3 separate regions of the Oryctolagus cuniculus genome follow, and all the other regions are linked to region 3. Evidence: chromatin contacts called from public Micro-C data. All regions are on one chromosome and are shown on one strand. Each heading gives the region's core, a stretch centred on a gene start, on an enhancer-like site or on the middle of the called end of the contact. The rest is flanking DNA. Distances are from core to core; before and after follow the strand shown.

What was found. Hi-C and Micro-C count contacts between places; a contact is called where the count stands out from the background.
Region 1: a Micro-C map of ear pinna shows a contact between it and region 3, with 2.6 times the contacts expected there. The contact joins the promoter of CCDC102A here to the promoter of CPNE2 in region 3. A contact is called at or near these places in 2 of 6 Hi-C or Micro-C datasets (ear pinna and an unstated tissue).
Region 2: a contact with region 3 is called in a Micro-C map of ear pinna, with 5 times the contacts expected there. The contact joins the promoter of COQ9 here to the promoter of CPNE2 in region 3. A contact is called at or near these places in 4 of 6 Hi-C or Micro-C datasets (ear pinna, psoas muscle, skin fibroblasts and 1 more).

Annotation. Positions count from the first base shown.
Region 1 is chr18:41,070,938-41,074,451 of mOryCun1.1, forward strand. It overlaps CCDC102A (coiled-coil domain containing 102A), which reads right to left and starts at 1,390. Exons shown (of 9, transcript XM_051846800.2): 1 at 1,150-1,390. ADGRG5 (adhesion G protein-coupled receptor G5) reads left to right here and starts at 3,498. Exons shown (of 13, transcript XM_070063150.1): 1 at 3,498-3,514.
Region 2 is chr18:40,997,773-41,000,991 of mOryCun1.1, forward strand. COQ9 (coenzyme Q9) reads left to right here and starts at 1,282. Exons shown (of 9, transcript XM_017342242.3): 1 at 1,282-1,411. The coding sequence starts at 1,336. It overlaps CIAPIN1 (cytokine induced apoptosis inhibitor 1), which reads right to left and starts at 1,304. Exons shown (of 9, transcript XM_002711542.5): 1 at 1,173-1,304.
Region 3 is chr18:40,722,966-40,726,606 of mOryCun1.1, forward strand. It overlaps CPNE2 (copine 2), which reads left to right and starts at 1,397. Exons shown (of 17, transcript XM_051846795.2): 1 at 1,397-1,574. LOC138846395 (a long non-coding RNA gene) reads right to left here and starts at 1,207. Exons shown (of 2, transcript XR_011383872.1): 1 at 711-1,207.

The DNA.
Region 1 (3,514 bases), core at 140-2,639, 350 kb after region 3:
ACTGGGACTGGACGCTGCCCCTCCTGGGTCACAACTACCTGCAGTGCAATGCTCCTGGGGGCACCTGTGACACAGGGTGCTCAGGCACCAGGCCAAGGGGACAAGCCCAGCTGGGGCGGGGAGGGGCAGGCGGATGCCAGCGGGGGGGGTGGGGTTCTGCTCCAGCCCCAACCCTCTGAGCAACTCCTTAAACTACTCACCAGCTCCTTCCCCCTCTGCCATCGACATGTTGTGTGATCCCTGCGGGTCCCTGGCCTTCTCTGGGCCTCGGTTTCCCTACCTATAGGATGGGACGAGGCACTAAAGGAATTCCTAAAAGTTCTGTCCAGCAGGTGGGCAGACCTTGAACCAACCCAAACCAATTCGCTCCCAACAACACTCCTGGGAGGTGGCGGTGGGGCTGCGACCCCACATAAAGGTAGAGAAACTGAAGCCCCATGGGGCAGGGGTCTTGTGGTTGATGCCATTTAACAGCACTGTCACCACGGCGGGACAACCGAGGCCCGTTCCCCTCTCCTGGCCCGGAGCCGCCCTTCCACCTGCCCTAACTCAGAAATCAGCTTCTGCTTCCCATCACTCTCAATCGCCTTGGCCTTCAACTTGGTCGACCCCTCCCCGGCCACCTCGGCCCTAGGAGCCGCCCGGCTCCACCTATCGGCGGGCGGCGGGCGGCGGGCCCTCCGTCCAGCGCGGGGCAGTCCCGCCCACCTCCTCCTTGGTGCGCCCCCATTGGCAGCCACCACAGGTCTGGGGCGGTGGTATCGTGCTCTGATTGGCCAACTCCTCCTGTCCATCCCGCGCTCGCCATGGTGACCACGTTGGGTCCCCCGGGAGAGTTCCAAATTCCGCCCCCGCCCGCCGCCCCCTCCCGCCGCCAGCCCGCAGCATTCCAAGGGCGGCCCCCTCCCCCAGCCGCCCGGCAGCCCCTCCTGGCCCGGGGCTCGAGATCCCCCCCCCAAGAGCCGCCTGTGCCAAAGGAGAGGGCTAGAAAGTTCCGTTCGAAGTTTGGGGGTTGCCGCGGGCGCCCCGCTGGCTCCCGCTCCTCCAGCACGCCTCCCCCCAACTTAACCCCTCCCCTCCCGCGGAAGGTGCGCGGTCCGCAGCGACTTCCCGAGCCGCGGTGACTTTGCGCCCTCCGCCCCCGCTCACCTCGAGCCGGGACTGGCGGGCTCCGGACGTCCTACCCGCCGGGCTGGGTGGAGTGGGCACGGGGCTGGCTGCGGCTGCCGCCGGGAGGGCCGAGGGAGGGCCGCGGAGTCTCCTCCTCCCTCCTGGGGGGAGGGGAAGGAGGGGAGCCGGCGGGGCGGGCGCAGCGGGGCCCCGGCGCGAGCACCGCTGTGGCCCCGCGGTGACCCCGGCTACTTGTGGGCCTCGTAGCCCAGCTTCGGGGCGAGGGGCGCGGCCCGAGCTGGAGAGCCAAGCAGACCCTGCGGAGGCCCCACCCCTGCGTGGGGGCCGGGATGGGGGGGGGGACCGGAGGCAGGGTCGGGGGCCCGCGGGGGCTCGGCGTTCCCGCCTCAGGTTTCCCGGAGCGCCGGCGACATTCCAGGCGGGTCCCGGGCTCCACACGTGGGGCGCGCTTCCCAAGCCCACTTCTGTTGTCCGCACCGAAAGGACGCGGGCCCGCAGGCCTGTGGCCTCAGCCGGCCTCAGTTTCCCCATTTGCAAAACCGCAGAGTTGACCCACGCAGCTCGTGGTGGGGCACCTGAGGCGGCCGCCGCAGACTCCCGTGTGCAGTGAGGCTTGGAGGACCCCGGGCGTCTAGCTGTTTTGGGGTTCCCTCTGTTTGGGGGTAGAGTGGCTGCAGTCCTGGCAAGGAAGAGGGTGTCTGAGGTCCCCCCCCCATCCTGTCCATTGGAAGGCCGCCTGAGGTGGACATGTTTAAAAGACCCCTCCCCAAAACGAGGTCCTAACATTGATAGATTGAGATTTTGCCTAGAAAAAGAAATGAAACATTACGAAGGTAAGTTAGTTTTACCCTAGGTTACCAATAGCTCCTTTCTTTTTTAAATATTTTTTTATATGAAAGCCAGAGTTAGGGGCAGTCAGAGATATCTTCCGGCTATTGGTTCATTCCCCAGCTGGCTACAGGGGCTGCGGCTGGGCCAGGAGCCTCTGCCAGGTCTCCCACGTGGATGCAGGGACTTGGGCCATCCTCCACTGCTTTCCCAGGCGGATTAGCAGGGAGCTGGATCCGAAGTGGAGTGAGTGGGCCTGGACCCAGCACCGATATGGGATGCCTGCCGACCTGGGAAGCAGGCTTAGTCTGCTGAGCCGTGCGTGATACCACTCCTAGCCCACAGCAGATCCTAACTGCGGCCAAGGACCCATTAGAGTGAAGGGAGAACTGGTGTCAAATGCTGATGTTTGAAGTCTTTGTTTCCTCAACAAAGTCCAGGAGAGATCATCCTTCCCTTCTGACCTCATGTTCCTGCAGCAAGGAGAAGTCTTCAACGGCCTCCCCAAGCCCCAAGGGTCACTTTGCGCGCTTCAGTGGGGCAGTGGTTCTCCTTGGGAGGGCTTGGCCACTTCCTTCCCAGATGTTGTGGCCGGTGGCTGCCCTGTTCCTCTGATACTGCTTCTGAGAATTTGGCGAGATAGCATGCATTTTGCAAGACCCGCAGTTCTGCTTGTCCGTTCACTTGCTTCGTGTCTTCCGTGCAGGGCTGCACCTGCTCGTCGGCTGGCGTCAGCTGTCCCTGGGGCCGTGTGGCTCCCATCAGCGCTGGTGGCCGGTCTGGAATTGTGTGGCTGCTCTGGCCTTTGTTTCCTGTGGCCTCTTGGACTTGTGAGATGCAGATGCTGGGAGCTCAGAGGACAAGGGCACAGGCATCATAGAACTGGGGGAAGCAAGGCTTAGAGGGGTTTTGTCTTGTCCTCAGACAGCCTGCAGGTGAGAGCCTGGGACCAGGAGCCCAGAGCTCGTTGCAGGAAAGGGCTGAAGGTGGCGGAGGTTGGGTTGATGGCAGACCTCAGCTGGGCCCTCTCTGCCAAGACAGGAGGCTGTGAGCTTGTGCTGGGGGTGTCCTTTGCAGGAGGTAGTGGGAGAAACACCCTCTGACTGTGGGAGCCGAGGTGAGTGCTGGCTGTAGTCTGGGCAGCTCCCCCTCGGCCAAGTTCAGTTTGCCGCCACCCTATGAGCTGGGTGTTGCATGGTGAGGACGGTGAAGACCAGAAGTCAAGTGACTGGCCCAGGGTGACATGGGAGGGCCCAGAGCCCAGAAATGACTCTGCATTTTGCCGTTGTCACTTCTGTTCCTAAAACGACACCTCCAGGTCCCTCTTTGAATGCAACACCTATGTGACGTCAGCGGCCCCCAGGAGGCAGGGTTTGGACCGAGGGCTGGTGCAGTGTTTCCCACACGTCAGCTGTTCTCTCTCCTGCGTCACCGCTGCTTGCCACCAATGTGCACCACTCGTATTCTTGGTTTTTAATTTGATTAAAGAAAGCGAGAGAGAGAGAGAGAGGGAGAGAGAGAGAGAGGGAGAGGGAGAGGCAAAGGTAGAGGCAGA
Region 2 (3,219 bases), core at 32-2,531, 270 kb after region 3:
GGCACTTGTTCAAGAAACCCAGTGAGCATCCAACCTTGAGGCGTTCGGCCCCTCTTATGGATAAAAGCAGCCAAAAGGAAAAAAAAAAAAAAAAGAAAGAAATGGAAGACTGTGTCTCCAGGTCATTAGCTGGGGGTCAGGGACAAGGTTTCACAAAGGACACTCAGGAGTTTGCTCCCATAGGAGAGGCTCCTTCGAAGACCAGTGGACAAAACTCAGAAAACAAAACCTCCCGAAGAGATCGCTGCGGCTTTACCTAAACCCGGCGGTGTGGACCTGGCATTCTAACGTCTGGGCAGAGTTCTGGCTTGGGAGGTCTTTGCCACGCTGACGCAGGGGGGACAGGATGGTTAGAAAGACCACAGGAGCTCATCAGAGGGGCGCAAAGCACAGCTTCCACCTACTACAAAGGCAGGGCCTAGCTGCGAACACACACAATCTACAGGATGACATGCTCCTGTCGTCCCTGACCCCTAATCCCAAAACCGCTCACTGCTCCCTGTTAGGTCTTCCCTGCTGCTACCCGCATTTGTGATCCGTGACCGCACCGTGGCCTCCTGGAGCCCCCAAGCAATGTGAGAACGAACACCGGCCATCCCAGACGTTCCTCCGCACCGGCGGGGCACACCCAGACCAAGTGACTCGACTCCCCGGGCAGCAGACAGGGCTCCCCGGATCTCCCAAGTCTGGGAGCGACTCGACTCCAAACCCTGGGGGCTCGGACAGGTCACAGGCTCAGAAGTCCAACGTGTGGGCCCCAAGCTTTGGTGCTTTGTCACCATGTACCTTCCGAGACCCGAAAACCGGAGACTGAGGCCCAAGGTCACAGCAGTGGCTACGGGTAAAAGCAGGTTTAAGATCTGGGTTTCTCGGGTCCCAGCTCGGAGAATCTTCCTTCTCAGAGTGCTGTTCCCGGGAGCGGACGTTCGAGAAACAAAGCAGCCTAGGAAAGGGCTGAAGCCCCAGCGTCCGGAGCCCAGGGCAGGCCGGCCGGCCCCTCACACCCGCTTTCCAGGGTACAAGCCCTCCAGGGTCCTCAGGGAAGCAGCCGTGGCCAGCGTGCCACGGCGGGACGGGGCTGGGGCTAGGAAAGGAGAGGCTGTGACGCAAGGTGAGCCGGGAGGGGACCGTTGGGGAAGGTCGGGCTCTCAGATCACCCCAACCGCGCTCACCTGCCGCCCGAGCTCGCTCCGGGTTTCTCCGCGGCCACCGGCTCCGCGCCTCGCGCCGCTCGAGAGAGGCGGAGGCGGCGCGACGTCAAGAGGGCGGAAGTGGCCGCGGCGCGGCCCTGACGCTGCCCGTTGCGTCGCCGCCAGCGGCGTGCCCGCTTCCAAGATGGCGGCAGCGGCGGCGGTGTCGGGCGTGCTGGGCCGGGCTGGCTGGAGGCTCCTGCAGCTGCGGTGCTTGCCGGGTGAGCCCGAGGCTGAGTCGGGGAAAAGGGAGGAGCAGGGAGAAGGCTCGAGGCGGCGGGAGCTGGGTGCGGGGCGGGAGGTGCCGTCGTGGCGGCCGGCGAGCAAGGTGAAGTGAAGGGCAGCAGCGCGGAGTCCCCGGCGTCGCGAGCTGGAGCGGGCTGTGTGGCCGGCTTTGGTCTTCATCTCGAGCTGTGAGGGACGAGAGCGCTGGCGCAGGGCCTGTCACCCCCGTTTCTTGGAGCTGACGGAGCCTCAGCGAGGGCTGGGGACGCCCAAGGTCACACAGCTCGTCGGCTGCGGGCCTGGCAGGCGCGGCCGTTCTCGGCCCCTTTGCCAAGCGCCGGGCAGGACCGCTGGGAGGACCTTGGTTCCCTGCAGCCGGTCCTGTCCCCGCCCTTCGCCAACTCTGGGATATTCGCTTACCACCTGTGCTGCTGTAGGCTCCGTGTTTTTATTTCTGTGTCCGAGTTCTTAGGAACGGACCTTTGCATCACTACATAAATGGAAAGGCGGTGTCACCCTTCGTAAATGGAATGTGTGCACTGTCGCATTAACTTAACAACTCTTGATGTAGTCGCCTGTGTTTCTCCTCACGTCTCAGCGGCCCCTCCTGTGGGGCCTCCCCCTTTTCATTTCAAAGTTTTCTCCAGTTTTTTTTTTCTTTGCATATAAGAAAATGTTGGTATTTTTACTATGTATCATCCTATTTCTTTTTAAAAAGTTTCCTGAGTTATTGTGTAGTTTTTTTTTTGTAAAAGATGAGTGTCCATTTTGTTTTCATACACAATGTCCAATTAAAGATCTTTAGTAAAATCAATGCCTGTGTTAAGTATTTACCCAACAGAAAACGATCTGTCCCATCTACAAGTCTACAAAAAGGTGTGCATAAGTGTATTCGTACCAGCCTTATTCATAATAGCAAAAGGTGTCCATCAACAGGGTAGTGAGAACTAAACACGTGTCAGAGACAAAGCTGGACGCCAGGTGGCGTAGCTGGGACAGATTTCCATCCGTGAGGACTTAGAGTGGGAACAGGAGTCGGCTGAACTGGCCGCGGCCTTGAGAGTCCAGCTGATGCAGATTGGCAGGAACCTTGGTCTTGGGCTTCCAGCCTCCGGAATGATGGGAAGATACGTGTCTTTTGCTTATCACGGTCGTTTGTAACGGCATCCTGAGTTAACCGAGACAGATGTGGGTACCAGAAGGGTGGTACTCCTGTGAGAAACACCTGACAGTCTGGAAGTGGCTTTGAAACTATCATGGGTCAAAGTTGGAGGCGTTCTGAGGTCCCCGGGAGGAGGGCGGAAGGGGGCTCAAAGCAAGGAGACAGAAGAAATACAAAGGGTGAGCGTGAGTATGGTTAGCCCAGCTGTGCGTGCTAGCAGGTGAAGATCGAAGTTAGAGCTCTCTCCTCCCAGGGAGACGGAGGCCCTGTCCTCAGGTGTTAGCTGGAACAAATGATTTTTTTTTTTTTTTTTTTTTTTTTTTTTTTTTTGCCATTCTTGAGTTTTCCCAGGCAGTAACTTTAAAGGGCTGTGTCATCTTAGGGACGTGGCCTTGAGTTAGACTACAGCGGAGTCTGTTCAAGTCTTCACAGGCCAAGGTCAAGGCCCCTAGTTAAGAAGTCAGAAGACCCTGACTAGAGTTTGGTTAAGGAGAAAATCTTGTCAGATCTACTGATGGGCACAAAAATATGGCTCAATCTCAGATAGACTGAGTGAAAGATGCCTGACAGAAAATTACATAGAGGTGAACCCCTAGGACAGGCGAAACTAAGACGAGCAAAAATGAATCCAGGGTGAAAAAT
Region 3 (3,641 bases), core at 147-2,646:
TCCTCCTGGGGACACACCTAGGAGTGGCACTGCTGTGACCGGCCTTGCCGTCTGTGTCCTTGGCCAGAGATCCAGGATTCCCCTCCCCTCACCACGCCCAACTTGCCCATTCAGCTGGCCTCTTAGAGGAAGCCTGGCTGAGCCCCAGGGCTGAGCTGGGTCTTCTGTCCCACCCCACCTCCAACTTCTGCACTTTTTATCCAGGACCCTAGACTGGCCTCCCGTAAGCCTCCTGAGCACTGTCCACCCCTGCGACTGGCTCTCCTGTTGGAAGAAAGGGATTTTGAGGGCAAAGAAATCCGGGAAGGCTGCCTGGAGGAAATGAGCCTGGAGCTGGTTCTCGGCTGGTTTTCTCCGGAGGGGGGCAGAGGGCTCTGACACTTTCAGAGGAAGGAAGAGGGGAGCGTGCATAAAGGCAGGCTGGATGGAGGAGAGGCAGGCTGGGGATCGCAGCTCGCAGCCCTGGGGGTGCTCGGTGGCCGCCCCTCCGAGGCTGCAGAGTGCCAGTGACTCACCCATGCGGCGAGGCTCCCACTTTAACCCTCACCTGCCCGGAATGGAAAACCCACGACCCAAACAAGCGCTAGACGTTAACCCTCTGCGGCCCACGGGCTCCCCGTCTGGAGGGCCTCCCGGTGAGCCGCACCGCACCCCTCGGCTGTCTGCCGCCCGCCCGGTGGTGAACCCGCCCGAGGGCGCCCGGAGCTTACGCCTCTTCTAGGGGAGCCAAGGGAGGCTCCAGACGCTCCCAGACGCCGATCAGCCCCGGGCCCCGTTCCTGTCCGTTGTGGTCCAGCCCCGGGCCCCGTTCCTGTCCGTTGTGGTCCGCTCGTCCGTGTCACAGAATCATGTCATCGTCCCTGTCTCCGGCGGCGAGAAAATGTGAGCTCTTTTGCTATAGAAACAACGACCAAACACACCGCGGTCCTAGCGCTGCCCAAGACCGCCCAGGGCCAAGCCCCGCGGCGCGTCCCCCGAGGGCGCAGAGGGGCGCCCACCCGCGTCTGGGGTCCAGCCGGCATCCGGAGCCCTGCCCCCCACCCCACGTAGGCCAGGGCTGAGCCCATCCCTCGGTTCCCGCGTGCAGCCCCGAGAGCAAAGCGCTGGGCACTGGAGGCGGCAGGCGCCACGGCGAAGCAGGCCTGGGGAGGGCGCGAACCCCCGGCGTCCCGATCCGCGGACTCCCAGCCTGCACCGTGCGGGCGCTGCGATTCGGGCCTCGAACCTTGGGCTCCGGGCGGGACAGCGCCCCCGCTGCGCTCGTGGGAGAGCGCTCGCCCCTTCAGGAAGCGCCCGCCTCGCCTCCCCGCTTCCCGCCCCGCAACCCCCCCTCGACCGGAGGGAGGAGCCCGAGCCGCCGCCGCCGCCGCCAGCCCGCCCGGCCCGGGAGGAGCCCCGGACCCCGAGCGACTGCGAGCGCACGCGAGCCGGCATGGCCGCGCGGGCAGGGCCCTGAGCCCGTCCCGCGCCCGCGGGCCCGGCCGAGCAAGGGAGCTCCCGGGGATGCCCCGGCGGCTCGGAGCGCGCGCAGCGGCAGCCGCGTGGTGAGGGCGGCGGCGCCCGCGGGACACACGGTGAGTGGGGGCCCGAGCGGCCAAGGGGAGGGCGGGGCCCGAGGGCTCTAGTTCAGCCCGGGGGCCCGGCTTGCGGCGCCCTTGGCGGGTCCAGGAGAGGCTGGGCCCCGCCTGGGGGGCCGCGGCGCCCTGCGTCCGGCCACCCGCGCCCACCCAGACTCTGGCATTTGAGTGACTCAGCTCCGCCCCGGCCACCCGGGGGCGCTCCGCCTCCGCCCGGACTGCGGGGCGGGGGGAGGGCGGACCGACCGGGTGCCGGAACGGGGTGCGCCCTCCGGGGTCCGAACCTAGGCTCTTCGAGGAGCCTCCGGCCTCGGTCGCGAAGCTCGGGAGGGCTGGCAGCGCGCCCCTTCCGCGTCCCGAGCCCCGAGCCCCGAGCCCCAGCCGCCTCCCCGCCCCAGCCCGTGCCCCGCGGAAGAGCCGGAGGTCGGGTTCCCAGCCCGGGAAGGGGAACCCGAGGGGGGCGTGGAACTGGGCGGCTTCCCAGAAGTCGGAGCGTGTTTGCAAACTAGTTTTTGCGCAAAAGCTGTCTTGGCACCTGTGTGAGGTGAGGGGGAGGGAACGAGGCCTTTTCTTCCAGTCCCCTCGGCGACGGCGGCGGCGACGACGACGGCTACGAGGGTTCCTTCCCCGAGACAGAAGGGTCTCCCGACCCTCCTCCCTCCTCCCCGCCCCCCGCAGTCGGCAAGCTCTCCTTTTGGGTAAGGGACCACGCCAGGGGGACTGTGATTTGCCCAAGGTCACGGGCAGCAGTTAGAGGTTCCTCTTACCGTCTGACTCCCGTGCCCCGAGTGTATTTGGGGTTCGGCAAAGGGCCGGGGCTCTTGAGAACTCCCCGCGGGGCCAGTTATTTTGCCAGCACTGGTGTTGGCTCATCTGGGGGTGTGAGCCATGGCCAAGGGCTGTGGGCTTCTTGGGCATCCACAGCGTCAGTGGCTGTTGGCATCTTGCCAGGCAGGGTCTCCTCCTGAGAACCCCCCCCAGGCCAGCATCAAGGTCTCCCCTCTCCCCTCCTTTCAGCCCTGCAGACTGCGCGGGGGCTGCTGCGTCAGGGGAGAAGCACTCCAAGAATCCAGCTCTCTCCCCCTTGGGCCACAGAAAAGGCAGCGTGGGCTCCGTGGGAGCCTGGAGGTCGGGTGACCCCGCGATCATGGCTGGCACCCGCGGGGGAAGGGGCCACCAGATCCTGTGGCAGCTGTTCACTGTCCACAGGGGAGCCGGTGGGGTCCCAGGGTGCCTCCCTGCCCCCAGTCCGTGTCCTCTGCTCTGGCTGGGCCGTCCAGCCCCAGCTCCCATTAGGGTCGAGGACACTGCAGTTCGGGGTACAGGTAGCCCCCAGGTGTGACCTCTGAAAGCTGCAGCCGTTGCTAGGAACACCGACTTCTGACCAGCAGCGGGGTCTTGGCTCAGACCCTCTTCCCGTCTGGGCCTCCTGGTCACCCTCTGTAAGACGAGCCGGTCACCACGCCCTGCCTGCCTGGAGCCTGCATCCAGACGTAGGGGAGAGGTTTCATGGCAGTTCTGTTGGCAGGGGGCTCCGGAAGTACCCCCAGGCAGGGGACACACTGGCTGGGGCAGGACAGGTCATTCTAACAGCCTTCTCCATGGAAAGGACCCGGGGCTAAGGAAGTGGACAGGGCTCTCTGCCTCCACCACTTCCTGTTTGCAGGCCTTCGCTCCCCACAGGGGCCGGGGATTTTAGCTGCTGGGACCAGGGCACTGGGGAGGGGGTGGGTGTTCTGCAGAGGCAGGTGCACTTTGTGAGAAGCAAGAATGGGGTATGGTGGTGCTTCCGGGGACCCCTCAAAGCTCAGGGCGCCGTGTGAAGGCGGTGGCCGGGAAGCCTCAGTCTCTAGAGCTGTGCACTGGGCCGGTGCTCTGGCTGGAGACCTTTCCCGCAGTTGTGTGTTTCTTTAAAGGGAGTTGTGAGGTGAGTGACAAAGGCACGGCTTCTGCGCAGAGCACTGCTGGCACTGGGAGCCCACTGTCGCGTGTCATTGTCGCCGTTCGGGGGAATATTAGGAAGCCTGGTGTGGCTAAGTGCTCTCGGGGTCCCTCCTGGGACTC